Regions from separate parts of the Gossypium hirsutum genome. Here region 2 is linked to region 1. A link is a contact called in public Hi-C data. All regions are on one chromosome and are shown on one strand. Each heading gives the region's core, a stretch centred on a gene start, on an enhancer-like site or on the middle of the called end of the contact. The rest is flanking DNA. Distances are from core to core; before and after follow the strand shown. Region 1 has its middle 11 kb from the start of LOC107932956. Region 2 holds the start of LOC107933003 (trihelix transcription factor ASIL2).

Region 1 (7,156 bases), core at 1,516-4,015:
GGCAATAGTTAATTTTAGGCATTGTATCAAAAAAAGTAAATATGATGAGAACTTATGATGGGATTAATATTAAAAAAAAAAAGAATAAATAATGACCTGAAATAACTTTTAAATGGTTTTAAATATTCAATTGATATGTAAATTTTTTATTGATAATTTTATGTATTCTTATCCTATCACTCTAATTATACCATCGAAAAACAGTAAAAAGAATGACTTCCACTTTATAGCTTTAACAGCAACAAATAAATATATCATGATTGTAGGCCTACTAATAAAATTATAAAAATAGAGAAATTAAGTCTCTAAGTTTCTAAAGCTTTTTAGTCATTGTGACAGTGATGGGGTGCTGGATTTAGTAATGCAACTTCAACAACAAGAGTACACGACCCTCTAATGGTATAATTGGAGTCAAGTTAGTAAATGAAATATGGTCCCCATAATTTAGTACAGTTGAATTTTGGGTCATGGAATCATTGATCAACATCATGGATTTATATATATAAGGAAAGGTAGGTAATGTTTATATTGAAAATCTTTAACGATTGTATTATGAATTCAATTTATAATTTTATTCGGAATTATAATTTGTGATTACTTGAACCAAAATAAATTCTTTAAAAGTATCTAATCTAATATAAAATTGAATTGTAAAATTTGATACTAGGTGCCAAGCACTTAAAAATGGGGTTATATATTGACAAATTTAAATTTCAAATGTATCAATTTGTTTTATGAGAAAAATATACCCCACGAGAAACATCAGGGGTTGACAAATGTCCTAGAGATATAATAAATATTTTTTTTTTAAAAAAAAGAGAGACATACAACATGCTTGTGAAATAAAAACAATACATTGTCAATGTAGCAAATATTAACCCTAAGTTGTAACTCTAATAATTCTAACAAGATATGAACTACAATAGGAGTCAAGGTATCTTGTACCAAAACTTTCAGAAATTTTCATCAAGTTATTTAATTTTTTTTAAAGTTTTCTCAATTTGATTTAATTTACTTTTTATTTTTATAATATTATTAGTAAATCTAAATTGATTTCACATTTAATTATTATCACTAAAATAATGATATGGAACCATTTTTTAAACGATGTTAAGCATTTAATGGATATACAAATTTTATATCGATTGAATATGATTGAGAACGAAGAAGAAAATAAATTTCAATGTCATAATTTTTTTTTTTTGGGGGTTGAAAGGAAACTAGTTAACAGGACTAGTTAGCACCAACTACAAAACTGAAGTTGTCTTCCGCCAGAATCCGCAAAACTGATCCGAGTGGTTCTGCAAACACTTGCATTAAACCAATATCAGCATGTGCAAGTTTGGCCATATGATCAGAGACGAGATTTGCAGTTTGCTGGACTTACCGTAAACGGACCACCAACTCCGACTGAGCATTTGCGACACTAAGCGTAACTCAGTAAGATTGCTGTCCACAGCACAGCCGGCCCGAAAAGCTTCGACAAGAACACCATTGTCGCTCTCCAACTCTACTTCCTATACCCCATTCACCCAAGCCAGCTAGAGGCCCTTGCCTCCAATTGAAAAACCGAAGCAGCCCTATATTCATCGCAAATCAAAGCTGCCAGTCCCCATCCGAGCCCTGCAAGACTCTTCCAACAGACGAACGTCGACAACTTCCGTCACACGCGCCGTCCGTATTAACCTTGATCCAAATTTCATGTCATAACTTTAACCACAACAATTAAATATATCACAATTTTCAACTACTAGTACAAGTTTCTAAAACCTTTTGGTTATTAAATTGTTGTGATGGTGATGGGATGTTGGCTTAGTAATGCAACTTCAACAACAAGAGTAAGCCAATTTGAGTCAAGTTGGTAAATGAAATATGGTCCCGATAAATTAATACAATTGAAGACTTTGATGTAAAAAGAAAAAGAAAAAGAAAAATAGGACTCGAATTTTGGTAATGGAATTAATAACTCTATTTAGAGTCTTATTTAAATGGTAGTAGTGTTTAGGACCGAACATAAGACCCAATGTTTATTAAAACTTCACTGTTATGGAAATCTTTTGCGATTTCACCTTAAATTCGGTTGACACCTCTTTTCGGATTTTAAATTTTAAGGATTGAAATGTAAAATTTGATACTAAAAGCGAGTTACTTAAATATGAGGTCATATTGAAAAATTTACATTTCAAATGTATCATCTTATTTTATGGGGAAGAACATAAGAATGAATTCTAAAATTGCTCATAAACTTTGGTTAAAAATGCAATGTTATACACGAACTTTAGGTTTGCGCATGTCATTTTGGTTTGATTTAATTTTTATAAACAACTAACATTATTATCGACATAATACAATTTTACATTTACATATTACATACATAAATAATTATAATATAAAAATAAATCGATGTCTTCATTTTTTTAAATATGCACAATTAAATTGAAATCAAAATTTAATATTTATAATTATAAAAAATTAAAATTCATATATTAAATTACATATTAAATCAAATTTTATATATAATTTTAATACAATATATAACCATATGTTAGAAGTCCTAATAAAAACAAGAGGCTGACTATAATGGAGCCAGGGTGCCTTGGGTTTTCAAATTTTTTAAAATTTCAATTCAGAACCCTTAAAATTTTTGGAATTTTAATTAACGCCTCCAAAATTTTTAAAAATTTGACATGAGCCACCATGAACAAGCCCATGAGTGTAATTTAGGCCTAGTTTTCATATTTGGGCCTATTAGTTTCTCTTTGAGAAAGTAGTGATGACATACATGTTCATTAAACAAGATGATAATATCTATTTATTTGGGCCATCAATGTTATTTTCTGTTTGGATTTCTAAAGGAGGTTTGACATGTTAACCACCCAATTTCTATGAGTTCTCAAACCTCATCTTAAATTAGTTCTCATATTTTAAGATGTTTTAATTATATCTCCAAATTATTCAAGTTATATCAATAAGCCCTTTCGTTAGTAAAACTGTTAAATGACGTGTCAAATCTTATATAGCCAAATTTTAGATATTTTTAAGAAAAAAGATGTTGCAGCATAACTTTTAAAAGTAAATACTAAAAATAAAGTAAAACTAAAAAAATAAAAGAGTGAACGATAAAGCATCCGTAAAAGTTCCAAAAAATTTAAAATCAATATTTTGACAACATCCATTTTAACAATATTCATTTTAGATTATGTCATACAAGATCCGATGTATCATTTAATAGTTAAATTAATAATTTTAATAACAAAAGAACCTAATTAATATAACACCGATAATTTGAGGATATAATTAGAATTATTCACTTATAAAAAAGTAGTCAAAACTCCTAAATCTTTACTATATTAGATTCACAAGCTAGATCATTCTATACATATAGATCAATCAAAAAGACAAAATGGTCTATTTATATGACTTTTTGGAGTGAATTTAGGGAGAAACTAAAAATTTGTTAAAAAAAAAGAGTTAGTAATGGTTATTATATTAATTTACAATTTCACAAAACATGAAGAGTTTAAATGGTAATTATACCATTTTTGGGTCCATGAAATGATTGAATGTCTAGGTATAAAGTGAGGATACCATATCTTCATGTCTGTTTTATAATTCAAAATTCGGGATTCATGGTTGCCCCTCCTAACAATATTATTTTCAAGATCTGAACTTTTGTTCTTTATTGAAAATGCAATATACCTATCAGATTTTTGCTGTTGAATGTATCCCCTAAGTGCTTCCAATTCCATCTCTTGTCAATAGGACGAAGCTAAAAATTTTATATTAAAGATTGATATTGAATTATATTATTTGGAAAGATCAAAATGTAATTTATTATTAACAAGTGCTAGGTGTAATGGTAAAGAATATTACAATTTTAACAGGAGAATTCAACTTCTCTTTTTAAAAATGATGTTGTTGAAAAGAATAATCACAAATATCAAAAAATTTAATATTCACGAATCATAAAATTAACATAAAACATATCGTAATTAAAAAAAAATAATTTTACTAATATTTTTAGCTGACACTACCTATCCTCTCCTAAGTGTTGGAAGGTCCCTACCTTCAAATTCTTTTATAAACTGTATTCGACTTGCCTTTGCAATTTTTGTGTATAGACAGACCATAATGGGAGTCGAGAGCCTTGGCCTATCTAAATATTTTTGGAAATTTTTATTAGGCTTTTGAAAATTTTAATTAAGACCTCAAAGTTTTAAAAAATTCTCATTAAACCCTTCAAAAATTTTGAAACTTTTAATTAAACACTTCCAAAATTTTAGAAATTCAATGTAAAGATGCGTTAATGATTTTGTGCCACGTAACTTGCCAAATTGTTCTCCCGAACTAGGCCTAAATCTAGGCAATCCATGATGGACATGTTTGGAAGAATAAAGACCAAATAAAGGGACAAAGTTAAAACTTTCTTTTAGGGAGGGCCAAAACTAAATTATAAATTTTTTAGAGTGTATAAGTACAAAATTTTCATTGTATTAACTTTGTTGATACCAAAAAGTGGCGTGGAAGTTAGAGTCGTTTTACCTTATTTGGGTTGAAAGTCGTAGGGTTTGATGGAAGAGTAAGGATGGAAAGGAGAAGGAGCAAGAAGGTAGGGAGGATGAAAAATGGGGGTTGGAGCTTGAAGGAAAGTGTCTATGTGTGATCCTCCCTTGCTCAGTGGCGAGATATAAATATGGTCAGCTTCCCTTGTCATGTATCGCCTCCTAATATGTTAGGTGGCCACTTCTTGATTCTTTCTTATGTAACATGAGATGATTACATTACATGATATAAGTGATTGATATTTTGTCAGTAATGTTTAATAATTGGATTGATAGTTGAATTTTATGTTTTTTAAATTGAAACAATGGTCAAATCGTTCAAGTTGTTAGTTTACTGGTTCAATCAATTCAATTGATCTGATCAAAAAATTATTATAAATTCAAAAAATTTAATTTTTTAAAAAAAATCTCAGTTCAACCGGTTCGTATTGGTTCTTAATCTGATCGGTTCAAAGTCACTCTTCAAACCGATACTCTGATTGATTCCTAATCCAATTCAAACATCACTAGTTGAATCAATTAAATTACTAATTTTGATTCAACTAATTCAATTGTCAGGCCAACAATAATTAAATAAATTATTAAAAATATTATAAGATCGATTCATCTGTTAGATATGGATTCAACACTAATATTTATACTTGTATACCAGCTAATTCCCAATTTAATTGATTAGTCCAGTGGTAGTAGTCTAATTGTCTGAAATGGTTAGCTTGTGATGTAGCAAAACAATTTGTATGGCGAAGTTAAGAGATTATGATGCCTTCATGAAGGTATCCTAGTGGCGGAGCGTACATGTATAACATAAATGCATCACCATTTTTGAGGCACCTGCTTGCCCGGGCGCCATCCTAGCCAGATATGTTGTACTTAACATGCTTGGTTCCAGCCAGAAACATCGTTTGTAATACTATTCTTTGTAATTTAATTTACTAAACCAAACAGATTAGATGCTAATCTGTCCAATTCCTTTGTTAGAACCCCCATTCAAACATAAGCTAACTTTTTTGTTGCTTTTTTTAAATTTAAATTCTGTAAATAGGAAGACCAGTCTATAATTATGGGCAATGAACATACAAAATATTTGTTGTTAGCCATTGATTTGTACCAACAAAGGCTCCTTGATTGACGTTATTTGCGTAAAATCAAACCCTTTTTTTCTTTCTTTTTTCAAATAGCTACAAACATAGTTATTCTGTTTTTTTTTTCCACTTTTTTTTCCTTTAAGTTTTCTGACATTTGTTAATTAAGAATTTAACAAAGTTCAAAACAGCTAAAGCAAGGGTAAACACGTTATCCAAACATAGATCACAAGAAAAGTGAAGCAATTTTTTATTACATTCTTACGTAGGAATCCAGCAATTGAAGAAAAGAAGGGTTAATTTCATTGTACATCCTCGAACTATAGTTCAAATTCTAAATCGGTCTTCAAACTTCAAAGCATTTTATTGAGTCTTGAAAGTATCATCATTGTATAAATCAAACAACTCAAATATAAAGTACATAAATCAAATTTTAAATAAGCATGTATCTATCGCATGGATAACTTGGATTTGACAGGTAAAAAAGAAAGGGAAATACTCCTCTTAAATGGTGATGACATAGTTTGCTTTTTTGATACATTAGATCTCAATTGTCCATGCGGTAGGTACATACTAATTATAATTTGATCAATTGTTTTAAACATGCTCTACGTTAGATGTGAACATTTAACATCAAAATTGATAGCTAGCCAAACAAATTAGCATAATTGATATAATATTGATATTTCTATGACTAATAACATAATTTAATCAAACAAATTTGACTACTATTGTTTGGGTCAAGATTGAACTTTTAAAATTCAAAAAGTACAATGACTAAAAATTAACCAATTCAAAAGGCATAAGGATTAAAATTGACCAAATTAAAGTGTACGAACTAAATCTATAATTTACATGTAGTACATAGATTAATAGTCAAATTTGATGTGAAATTTAAATACCAAAACATGAAATGAGTATAATTTAGAAGTTAAATCACGAATTAACCCAAAATTTTATTGTCTCATTGCTCTTTTAGCGTATGGATTATGGACCAGGTCCCCTACTTTAAACATAAAAGGGAAAAAGAAAAAAAGTACTTTAAATTTTGTCAGTCATTGTGGACAGTTCGATTTTGTATTGTGCAAATGAAAATCCACGTGATTTCAGAATTTTTTTTTAAATCTTATAAAATAAAATAAAAGTATCATGGATGTCATTGTATTAAGAGTCAGATTGTATTTTGTCAATTTTATTTAAAAATTGAGCAAATTAGTCAATGTACATTAGATCAAAGAGCAAACTGATCATTCTGTTAAAAGTTTCACTTATTCTTTCTGTTAAAAATTGACGTGATTAACGAAATAACTGAATAATTATATGTGATATGCCAAGTGTATCTAAAGTTGATGTACAGAGACGAACTTTAACCGTAAAAATAAATAGAATTTTTAATAAAATGACTAGTTCACTTTTTAATTTGACGTTTAAAAATTCTTTACTTATATTTTAAATAAAAATACAATTTAATTATTAATAAAAAATCTTTATAATATACAATATCCAAATCAA
Region 2 (6,818 bases), core at 778-3,277, 55 kb before region 1:
GAGCCATATTAAACCTCTAGAACCATTAATTTAAGCTATACCTCATATTCGCTTCAATTGCAACACAATTTTACAATCTAGAAACCTAATCAAGACCTTATACTCGGTAAGATCTATTGCTACCTCTATCAACACTGACCGAATAAGAAAGGCATTATTGGGCCCAAACACGGCCATCCTTTCTATTGCCTAGAAATCTACTCTTTTATGCAAGGTCCTTTATAGGTTCTCATCCGGCAGTGAGAAGGCCCGCCTGATCAGCTTAAGTTGAACTGAAGACCAGACTTAACCCACTATTAGTTAAGATATGCTAATATATATATATATATAGGCAATGAATCTTTCTTATTTAGGTGAGTCTCCAAATAAAATAAGCACTATTATATCAAGAATCAAGATAAAGCAACAATTAACAAATACAAACAGGAGAAACAAATGAAACATATCCAACATTAAATGATCTATAATAACGGGAAGCAATTTGATATGGCAAACTATAGGAAAAAAGATACACAATAAGTACACACCAAGAAACCTATTCGCTGATATTTTCTGTCGAATCGCCATTGTCGTTGCCGTCATCATCATCATCAGTCTCGTCATCATCGTCATCATCCTCTTCCTTCATTTTAGCAATCTCTGCTTGTGCTCTCTCCAAAATCTGCTGCTTTTGTACTTCCAACTCCTTCTGAAAATCCATCCTCATCTTCTCCAATTCCTTCATATGCTCCCTTTTACTACTCTCGATCTTCTCGTATATCTTACCGAACCTCTGCACTGAATCAGCCAACATCCTCAACGAACGCTCATCGTTCACATCCACTTTCATTGACCCACCATCGGCTTCTTCTCCATCATCATCATCATCATCTATCTCTGACTCTGCAGGACTATCCCTCATCTCATCGAAACCATTAGACCTATCCAAATAAACTTGCGGATTCATAAACACAAACTCCCCGGAATCGACTCCACAAGCCAACCATGATTCTTGTTGCCTAAACGAAGAAGAACCCAACCCCATTAACATCTCCATTTTCCTAAAGAACACCCATTTACTCGAATTCAACCCCATTCTCTCAGCTTTCGACTTCTCTTTCTTAAACTTCCTCTTCAACCCATCAATCATACGCCTACACTGAGCTTCATTTTTCATACTTTTCAAAGCATCACTAACTTTCTCAGCAATATCAACCCAATCTTCACCCCTCAAACTCCTCCTCCCTAATTGCAAAAACCTATTCCCCCAAACCTCTAACAGAACATAAATCTCCTGTTGGGTCCAATCATAGGCATTTTTTAAGCTATCTCTATGGTCAGGTGCGTATTGGAAGCTAGGGACTGATGTTCTCACCTTTTGACGCTTTGGGTACCTTTCAAAACGCTCGCTTTCTTTGACGCGGTGGTAATAAACATCTGGGTCGTCGTCGTTATCGTCATCTACATCTTCGTTATCTAGTTCCATTTCTTCTTCATCGTCGAGCTCTTCGTCTGGTCCGTAACTGTATACATGGCGAGTTCGGGTTGAACGAGGGTATTGCGGATGGCGATTAAAAGAGTAGGGTTCAACGCCATCCATCTTCCTCTTTAGGGTTTCCTTCTTTTAGGGTTGTGGGTTTTGGGAAATTGAGAATTGGAGGTCAGAAAAGAAAGAAGATTAATGCTTCGTGGGGAGAACAAACCCTCAATTGAAAATTCTAGGGTTCGGAAGCTTTCATGATTTGGGGATGAGGTTGAGGGTAATTAAAAGTAACACGAATTTGGACATTTCGGATCTTTGATTTTGGGCCTTACTTGGGTTCAAAGAGCTAAAGCCTAGAAACTACTACTTTAATATCTAAATTCTTTGCCAGGAAAGTAAAGTAGATTCGGAAAATTAAATTTTGATAATGAATAATCGAAAATCAATATATGCATCCCTTCTGAAGTTGTTGCGGATAATTGCTAAAATATTGTTACACAAGCAATACATGCAAAGCCCCTAAAAGATAACTCTTCACAAAAACCCCTGGGCTTTGATAGTAGAGCCCATTCATTAACCGTCCTATCTTATGTAGCTTACAGTACATCATAATACCATTCTACCTAGGCTTATAACTCTAGACCACCCAACCACTTGCTTCTAACCAACCACAACTTAATATGTGGTGTCCCAAGATAAGGAGCAATATATAGCTCACGGCTGAGAAGAGGGGCAAGCAATTTGCATACTACCTTCTCCTACCTTAACTCTGGTTCCATCTTATTTTTCTCAAGCAACATTATTAAACAACTATCTACATTGACCTAAACAGGGTGACCATCCATCTCTACCATCTACTACATTGTTTTATCAACAATTGATGTTGTGAGTGTAGAAAAACTTTCTTGGAAGTTCTTGAACTACTGTGAAAAGTAATAAAACGACCAAACCCAAAGTTATATAAACTCCTTGGATAAGAGAGCGTCTCCAAACAGAAAACCACAAAACATGCCTCTTATCCACAAATGATAGTGTGATACATGGCGTTTTTCAAACTCAAACAAAAGGTAATTACATGTGCAAATTCCAAATTGTGAATTGTAATGCCTAGTCATAATTGTGGGTGATAATGACGTGTAGTGTTTGGAAAATGACAATCATACAAGCTTTTCACGCACAAAACCCACCCTTTCAACTTTAATCACCTTCCGCGGTGATACTAAACCCTTACTACCCCAAAGGCACATGTCCTAATATAAGCATGTCTTAACCCTTTACAGAAGTTTTCTCCTAACATTTTGACGAAGTCTTCAAAGCCCAACCCATTTATCCTTCAAAAAATTTCCTTAAAAAAAGAAAGGAAGAATGCCTTAAGGCAAGTCACTCTATAACCTCCTCCTTAGCTAGGGGACGATTGTTATACCTTAATAGGACGACTTGAACCATCTACTCCACAAGTAGTACATGCAAACCCCTCAAATGGAACCCCTCGCAAAAACCCTCGGCTCTTACAGAAGGGCTCACTCATTAACCGCCAGTAGACTGTAACTACCACGTCCCATCCAAGGTAGCTCAGAGCACATTATAGTGCCACTCTACCTAGGCTTATAACTCTAGACCACTTGGCAACTTGCCTTTAACTTACCAATAATAGCTTGACATGTGATACTTCAAGGCAATGTATATGGCTGACGGCCTGAAGAAAAAGGCAAGCAACTCGCGTCCTCCCCTTGCTCCAATTCCACATTCTTCTCTTAGACAATCTTATTATATTGCTCTCTGCCTGATCCTAAATTTACTTTTTAGCTAAAAATGTTAATTTAGTTTAAAAAAATTAGCCCAAAATGTTAACTCTCTAAATTCTTTTTTTCTTTTTAATTGCCTTTCTTTTTTTTTCTAATTCTCTTTCTTCTCTCTTCTCTCTTTTTTCTATTCTCCTTTCTTTCCTCTTATCTCATAAACAACCTAGACTATCAAGCAACATCCTACTATTTGAAGGAATTAGTTCAAAAACTCATTCCTGAGTGGACGGGCAAAGAAAATGAAAAGACAATATCTAGCATGCATCCTCTGCAAAATGCATTTTCCCATTAATTTATAATAATCAAGACACAATATGTTTGGATTGTTTATGGCAAAAGAAGAAAGAAATGCAAATAGAAAAAGAAAAAGGTAAATAAAGAAATAAAAAAATGAAATAGAAAAAATAATTGTTTTTACTAGATGACATGTCAACTTATTATTGGTTAAGATTTTTTTTTAAAACAAAGTTGACGTTTTGGGCTAAAATAAATAATGAAATAATAGTTTAGATATCACCTTTAATAAAAAAAATTAGGTTCTAATTTAAAAAAAAACAATATACAGATTTGTGAGTTAAGGTTTTTTTTTTTAATTTGTTATGTCATAACAAAAATTATTGCATTTAATATGAGTAATATAACTGTGGTTATTTTAATGTATGTAATATTATATCAATATGAGACATTCGTTTTAAATGTGTTGGGCTTCTTCCAAAAATATTATTTTACTATTTTGTTTGCTTGTATGATGTATCAACCGGGATGAAGTCAGAAATTTTATTTAGGGAGTCGAAATTAAATTGTAATTTTTACGATAATAAAAATATAATTTTACTATTTTAATAGCCTATATCTTTATAATTTTTAAATGATTAAATCAAATTTTTATCATTTTTAGGAGGCAAAGTGCAATTTTACATTTACTAATTTAAAATTTTAAAAAATAAAAGATCTAAATGAAAAAATTTTCATTTTAAGGGAGGCGGGGCTCCTGCCAGCCCACCTAGCTACGCCCTGTGTATGAGTTATGAGTAGTATGAATTAATTAAATTACTTCGAACTAGAAAAAGATTAAAACATTTTACAAGTAATATAGTCAAGAAAATTCATTCTATAGGACTTCAGATTCTTACAGAAGTAAAGGGTAAACTATATTAATAGTCACTCAACTATAATTTTTGGTTTTTTTTATCACTTAACTATGAAAAGTTACAAAATAGTTATTTAACTATTCAATTTTTTTTGTCACTTAATTATATTGGATTTTAGGGTATTTTCATTTTTTTTTAGCCAACAATAATAATAATCACTAAAGATGAGGCATTCATTTATAATAATGTAAAAGAAAAAAATATAATTAATAGAATTGATTCCAAAATTAAATTGATTTTAAATTAATAGTGAATCTTAATTTTTATTTTAATATTATAAAATATTGACATGTCAATCAATGAAGCATTCTAGTTGTCGTATTATAAACTCATCCACCTAAGATTTTTTTTTATACAATACCTAGGCCTAGAACTACCTATAGCCTCTTACCAACTCTTACCTAAGAAGATAAATACGCTTCAACGTGTTCAAACTCACGTCTCTTGAATTGACAATAAGGCTAATGTCAATTGAGCTAAGACTTAATCGGTAATATTGTTTTTTATTTTACATGAAAACCTTAGATTATAGATAATTAAGATCAAGATAATCCAAGTGAAAACATAAAATTAAAAGTGAAAAAAAGAAGTGTAGTAAAATTAATTGTATACAACTAATTCCTCGTTTTGTGTTAAGACAAACTTATATGGCATACATAGAGTTATGCTAGCATTTCATTTGTCCCAAGACGAACATTTCGAACTTCGTCAAATTTTTCGTTAGTTGTAACCACTATTTTGGCATTATTTCCGTACTAATTGTTTTCCATATAAATCTCACTCCCAAACTCTTTTCCTTTATTCCACACTCTCTCCACATCGATTTGGTTTCAGATCCAATCTGATTTGAATTATTTTACTTCTTATTCTTTTATTATGACGGATTCGAAACATACGGTGAATTTCACAACCCCAAGAAAATTTATTAAAACATTCAAAAAAGATTGTAAAGAAACGTTCTTCCCTGATGATCCGTTCGATAAGTTCCGACATGACAAACTATTGCAAAAAATCAAGAAAACGATCCAATATTTCATCCCAATTTTTGAATGGCTACCTAGGTACAATCTACATTTATTTAGATATGACGTGCTTGCCGGTATCACCATTACAAGCCTCGCGATCCCTCAAGGGATTAGCTACGCCAAATTGGCTGATCTTCCTCCAATTATCGGCTTATGTAAGTTATAATCTCTTTGGCTTCAATGGTTTTTTTCACTAAAAATATGTCGTATTGATTCGTGTTATTCGTCATAGATTCAAGCTTCGTACCACCTCTTATTTATACTGTGTTCGGGAGCTCAAATAACTTAGCGGTCGGAACAGTAGCGGCATGCTCGTTGCTTATGCATGAAACCCTAGGAGCTGTGGTATCATCAAAAGATGACCCCACATTGTATCTTCACTTGATTTACACTTCAACTTTCTTCACTGGGATTTTCCAAACTGCTTTAGGATTTTGCAGGTTAGTCATTTAATACATCTAATGACATTAGGTTAATCCTAACTACTACCTAGAATTCAAATTATTCCTGTTACAGGCCATTTTACCCAACAAACCCATTAAAACCCGGGGCCCAAACACTAAGCCCCAATACCCGAGCCCAATGGACAAGCCCACATCAGACTAGGGTTTCAAAGACTGAAACCCTAGTGCCCCACTTGCCGTCGCTGCCACCACCTGCTTCTGTCACCTCAACTCTCTGCCACCGACCCACCACCATGCCCATTAAATGCCTCCAAAGAAGAAAATAAGCGAGCAAAAGGACACAAACAGTAGCAAAATCAGCTATAAAAGCCAACGAAAATGTAATTTGGGTTTCCTGGCAACTTCTGTAAAAACAAAAATAGATTCAATTGAAAGAAATATTAAAAACGGATTCAAGGTGTTTTTCTTTTCGTTCTGGAAGATTTTTTCTATTTTATTCTCTTATCTTTTCATTTATATATATAAGTAAAGATAGTAAAATAAAAAGAAAAGAGGGTACCTTTCAAAAAGCCGCGCCGGAGGGGTAGAAGGCGAGGAGTTTCGGCTCATTTCCGAGTCTTTGGCCTCCCCTTTTTGCGAGTTTCGGCCCCATATCCTCGCCTAGAAGAACGGGCTACAAAAAAGGACCAAAAAGGTCCAATTTTGAGCCTCTGGCCGCCGCACACGGTGGCGCTACGGCGGAGGCTCGCCGGAGTCCCAGGCGGGATTTGTGGCCTGAGAGAGCATCTCTCTCTCCCCCTCTTTCTCTGTTTTTTGTAAAATGAAGAAACTGGTTGTTTTTTTGGTTTTTTATACTAAACATAAAACGGCGTCGTTTCGGTGGGGAACCCGCACGCGCGACCCGACCCGCGTCTCAGGATCCGCGTGTTTTGGATGATTGGGTTATTTACCCATTTGGTCATTCTTCCTTTCTG

The links. Hi-C and Micro-C count contacts between places; a contact is called where the count stands out from the background.
Region 2: a Hi-C map of leaf shows a contact between it and region 1, with 2.4 times the contacts expected there. The contact joins the promoter of LOC107933003 here to the enhancer-like site in region 1. A contact is called at or near these places in 11 of 34 Hi-C or Micro-C datasets (fibers, hypocotyl and leaf).

Annotation. Positions count from the first base shown.
Region 1 is chrD07:445,315-452,470 of Gossypium_hirsutum_v2.1, reverse strand. No RefSeq gene overlaps it. Among protein-coding and RNA genes, the nearest start is that of LOC107932956, 11 kb to the right of the region's middle. Within about 2 kb of position 2,765, at least 5 of the 9 cell types and tissues checked have an H3K27ac peak or open chromatin away from gene starts, as enhancers often do. A contact at or near this core is called in fibers and leaf, where this site is marked.
Region 2 is chrD07:500,402-507,219 of Gossypium_hirsutum_v2.1, reverse strand. It overlaps LOC107933003 (trihelix transcription factor ASIL2), which reads right to left and starts at 2,027. Exons shown (of 2, transcript XM_016865138.2): 1 at 528-2,027. The coding sequence starts at 1,579. The coding sequence ends at 536. LOC107932967 (probable sulfate transporter 3.5) reads left to right here and starts at 5,244. Exons shown (of 12, transcript XM_016865099.2): 1 at 5,244-5,595; 2 at 5,673-5,880. The coding sequence starts at 5,292.